Regions from separate parts of the Lactuca sativa genome. Here region 2 is linked to region 1. The links are chromatin contacts, called in public Hi-C maps. All regions are on one chromosome and are shown on one strand. Each heading gives the region's core, a stretch centred on a gene start, on an enhancer-like site or on the middle of the called end of the contact. The rest is flanking DNA. Distances are from core to core; before and after follow the strand shown.

Region 1 (2,700 bases), core at 91-2,590:
ACAAAGAACACACAACACCCACAAAGTGTCTTGTGTCACTATCGTCAACTATTTCAATTACATTATGCATTCAATGATATAATTTTACCGTGTTATTTTGTATTAACTTTGCTAACCACAACTCGAACCAAATCAACATAATTTATATTTGCTTGCAAATCTATACCATATTTACTCTATTTCAATGTTATCTATTACATAACACCATTTATTTTTTGCCATGTTCCTCCAGGTATGCAAAAAACCTCTATATTTTTGTCATGTTTAATCCATTAACGATTTTGTTTAGGTTCTAGGATGCGTTTTCTAAAACATTGTCTCTTAGCAAATGATAAGCAGTTTTGAAATTTCAAAGTAAATATACCTATTTTGAAAAATGTCTTGCCACCATCATATAATCGAAAAGTTTTATACGTGTTCAGATTTTTGAAGTAAAAAAAGAAAAAAAAAAAAAACAAATCCAAAAATCAATTTATTTTAAAATTTTAAAATAAAATGTATGGTGCATTGACTTATAGTTTTTACCTCTTGGAAATTGGAATTGCCAAAGTAATTTCATACTTTTCGAACGCATGTAGTCACTATGTAATAAAAGTGATTTATACACAAGTTTTTTTTCTTTACATAATAATTTATGTTTTATAAAATTAAATAATATAATATTTTAAATCATGAATTATTATATATATAGAAAAAAATTGTTTCTTTTAAATTAGTACCATATAATATCTATTTGATTTATGGTAACTATGATCTATATCCCTTTCTAATAATATCCCCCCCCCCCCCCCCCCCCCCACACACACACACACACAAAAAAAAAAAAAAAAAAAAAAAAAAAAAAAAAAAAGTAAACCTAAGATTATAGAATTTTCAAATGGAGATATAATCTATTAAAGGGAAAAGGAATTTCTTTTCATAATACTGTGTTTCCCCAACCTTATGAGCATTAAGTCTAATTACTATATTACCCCTAGGTGTTAATCCGCCAATGTTTGTGGTTTGACGCGTTGAGCTCTCCACGTCAATGGTTTTCAAAATCCTTTACTATGCCAACAACCCACCGTATTTGAATTTTGATCATATTGTATTATATAATTACATATTTGCCCTTTACCCATACGCAAATACAAATATGGAATCCAACCAAACAAAAGACCACCGACTTAATTTGCTGGCGTTATTAGGTTTTAATGCATTTGTAGTATGTAGGGCTGAAAAAAATCAAAAACTCTATTAGTGAAGGGTACTTGTTGTAATATGGCCAAATATTAGGGGAGGTTAGTGCAATATTTTCTAGCGATTTAAAACGTAAGTTTACGAGAGGGACGCTAAGTGTCATTATTTTATATCTCGAGGGCAAATCAAGCACTTTCCACAAGTATATAAACCTGTCCCCGCTTTCACTGATTTATCCTACACATTACTTGACAGATCTCTGTAAGAGAAGCAAACACTCCCTCTGACGTCTGATTCACGATCAATCGATCTAAGAGGTAACAATTCGGCTCATGATTGTTTATAGTTGACTGAATTTTCGTCTTTTATCTGTTGTTTGTCAATTATCGATGCGAATTTAGTTGTCGGTGATCTAGAGGAACGGATCTATCATTTACTGTTGAGTGTGGTATTAATCCTTATGTTTCTTCGATTATATCAATTTCTCGTGAAGTTAATTGAGTGTTTGTGCAAGATCCTTTTAATTTAGTGCTGTTTATGAACTGAATTTTGGTTTGGTTTGTGTAAATCGGAAGTTTTTGCGTTAGATCTGTGATTTATGTGTCGATTATAAATGCGGTGAAGGATATTTACTTGTAATCGAATTACAGTGTTTTAATTTTACTAAATCTGTTTATTCAGCTGCTCATATTGTAGCAGATCTGTGTTCTGTTCCATGCAATACTAAGTTGATAGACACATATATAAATCTTCTGTCGGTTTGAGTTTTCTAGGTTTTCAGGAACAGTAAATTTAACCGAAATTTGTCTATGTAATTAAGCGTTCCATGTTCAATTACATGTATCTTATATTCATACGAATATCCATGTTTGTTTAGTGTATGAAACTGCTAGCTAGATCACGAAATTATGAAAGGGTTTAGTCATTAAAAACATTTTTCCTTCATACATATTCGCAATTGTATTCATGAATGCAGATCCTGTATGACCTTTTTGCACAATTTTTCTTTACATAGTTCCAATTCTGATTCCGATTCCGATTCTGATTTCAGATTCCTGGTTTACTGAAACAAATAGAAATGTTGAAGATCTGTTGCATTGGAGCTGGATATGTCGGGGGTCCCACAATGGCAGTGATAGCACTGAAATGCCCCAACATTCAAGTGGCGGTGGTGGACATTTCCGTCCCCCGTATCACCGCCTGGAACAGCGACAATCTCCCGATCTACGAGCCAGGCCTAGACGATGTGGTAAAGCAATGCAGAGGCAAAAACCTCTTCTTCAGCACCGATGTAGAAAAACACGTATGTGAAGCCGACATAGTCTTCGTCTCAGTCAACACCCCGACAAAAACCCGCGGCCTCGGTGCCGGAAAAGCCGCCGACCTCACATACTGGGAATCCGCCGCCCGCATGATTGCTGACGTGTCAAAATCCGACAAAATCGTCGTCGAAAAGTCAACCGTCCCGGTCAAAACCGCCGAAGCCATCGAAAAAATCCTCACACACAACAGCAAAGGAAT
Region 2 (2,700 bases), core at 123-2,622, 210 kb before region 1:
TTTATGTATTATAGGAAGACCAGGGGTGTTCCTTGGCATTTATATGAAAAACGAGGAGGTGGCTCCTGGCAAATTTATATGTAAGACCAAAGTTTGGTCTCTGACAATTAAGTAGATAAGTAGTTGTAGATTATATACAAGTTGTCTTTGTGTTGCTTGCATGGAAGACCTGGAGGTGGCTCCTGGCACTTATCTATAAGGCCCAGGGTTTTGGCCCCTGACCTCTCAAGAAAGACCATGATACGGCTCGTGGCATAATGGCAAGACTATGGTTGGCACATAACACCTCCTATTGGATGTTGGATATGTATGTTATGCATGGTATGTGGTATTTGGGAAAATCACTAAACTTTGTACTTATAGTTGTTGTTTTATGGATTTAGGTACTTTCGGTTCAAATGGGAAGGGCCCGACTTGATCGCAACGCATACACCCATGCTTTCCGCAACTGTATGATTTTGGGATTGTACTGTGATAATTGTTTTTTTTTTATAAAATATTTTTAAGTGTTTGAGTAAATGATAAATGAGTGTTTTGGTTGTTTTAAAAATGAAATTTTTACCTTCGTATTTTGGGATGTTACAGTTTATTTATAATTAAAATGAAATATTTGATCTTAATTTTTGGGACGTTACACATAGGGTGACAGGTTACTCCATCGATAAGTGTTGAGGCATGTATGATTAAATAATGGGAAGGTAATGAACAACAATACAACATTTGCAACCAATGTGGATGATAGTTTCTTCATTGTCGTCGGAGATGGAAGGGTCATCAGAAAAGATGGGGGTCACTAGAATTGAAACAGAGAAGCATGTATGTCAATGGATTAAGACAAATCATGAAAGAACTTGAAAACACATGGATCAATTGTGTAATTTAGAATAACTGATTTAATGGGGAGCTATTAAAAACTAACGAAAATAACTTAGCAACATTGGCGAGACTATTCACATGGAAGGTGGGTCCAATGACCCACCTAATTTTTCTAATTTATGTAAAATATCTATTGAATTTTTTTTTATCTTTTTATGAAAAATTTAGGAGTTATCTTACCAATAAAATCTTTGAATTTATATAGAAAATTTACTATAGAAAAGTTAATGAATCATATGGTTTTTTATTGTAGACTCGTCACTGTTTACCAGACATATAAATTGTAAGTTTAATAACTTATTGTGTGCAAAAAAAAATAATAATTTAATGATCAAAAATACTTTAAAGTGTTAGGAGTAGACAACATGCATTAGTAGCAGGAAAAAAAAAGTGTTCTATGTTATTAGGCGTTATCAAAAATACCCACTAAATTCATTTAAAAAAAAAAAACAGTGTTCTTAAACGTTATTAGGCGTTATCAAAAGTACCCACTAAATTCATTTTCGCTCATTTTCGTTTCATTATTTGAAAGCATAACCTCACACATTTTCCATTCCACGTGTCAGTATCGGAATGGGTGGGAGCATTTAAACTTATGAGTAGATACCCACATGCGAACTTTACCCATCCTTCAAAAGTACCATCAAAAAACCCTAAACCCAAGCTTCCACCTTTTCCAAAACCCTAGCCACCTCTGCCAAGCATACAGCTCACTCCCCCAGCAAGCTGCTCTTTACCCCGACGCCGGAAACCCGCCATGTCCGAACTCGAGCTTAATCGTTCAGAGAAGAAGAAAAAGAAGAGCAAATCCAAAGACCAAGATACGATCAACAAAAATTCCGACGATGCCACTGACGCTGTCGATTATCTCATTAAACCACAGAGCTTCACTCCATCGATTGACACCTCCGAATGGCCGATTCTCCTCAAGAACTATGACCGCCTTAACGTTCGAACAGGACACTATACGCCACTTCCCTCTGGCTACTCTCCTCTCAAACGCCCCCTCGCTGAGTACATCAGGTATGGTGTTATCAACCTCGATAAACCTGCTAACCCTAGCTCGCACGAGGTTGTAGCTTGGATCAAACGGATCCTCCGAGTCGAAAAAACCGGCCACAGCGGTACACTCGACCCAAAAGTCACCGGGAACTTAATCGTTTGCATCGATAGAGCCACTCGCCTTGTTAAATCACAACAAGGTGCCGGAAAAGAGTACGTATGTGTTGCTCGACTTCATTCCGATGTGCCTGATGTCGCGAAAGTGGCTCGCGCATTGGAGACGTTAACCGGTGCAGTTTTCCAACGTCCGCCATTGATTTCAGCTGTTAAAAGACAGCTCAGGATTAGAACCATTTACGAAAGCAAACTCCTGGAGTATGATGCCGATAAGCATTTGGTCGTGTTCTGGATCTCGTGTGAAGCTGGTACGTATGTGAGAACACTCTGTGTTCATTTAGGTTTGATTTTGGGCGTTGGTGGACATATGCAGGAACTGAGAAGAGTCAGATCTGGTATCATGGGGGAGAAAGATAACATGATAACTATGCATGATGTCATGGATGCACAATGGAGTTACGACAATTACAGAGACGAAACTTATCTCCGCCGTGTGATCATGCCATTAGAGGTCTTGTTAACCAGCTACAAACGATTAGTCGTGAAGGACTCTGCTGTGAATGCAATCTGTTATGGTGCTAAACTGATGATTCCAGGTTTGTTAAGATTCGAAAACGACATTGAAAATGGCGAAGAAGTGGTGTTGATGACTACAAAAGGGGAAGCGATTGCTCTTGGGATTGCAGAGATGACTACTGCTGTAAT

Evidence for each region. Hi-C and Micro-C count contacts between places; a contact is called where the count stands out from the background.
Region 2: a Hi-C map of leaf shows a contact between it and region 1, with 2.8 times the contacts expected there. The contact joins the promoter of LOC111884937 here to the promoter of LOC111884936 in region 1. A contact is called at or near these places in 3 of 4 Hi-C or Micro-C datasets (leaf and seed).

Annotation. Positions count from the first base shown.
Region 1 is chr4:374,450,776-374,453,475 of Lsat_Salinas_v11, reverse strand. LOC111884936 (UDP-glucose 6-dehydrogenase 1) reads left to right here and starts at 1,340. Exons shown (of 2, transcript XM_023881234.3): 1 at 1,340-1,496; 2 at 2,231-2,700. The coding sequence starts at 2,258.
Region 2 is chr4:374,657,992-374,660,691 of Lsat_Salinas_v11, reverse strand. LOC111884937 (H/ACA ribonucleoprotein complex subunit 4) reads left to right here and starts at 1,372. Exons shown (of 1, transcript XM_023881235.3): 1 at 1,372-2,700. The coding sequence starts at 1,634.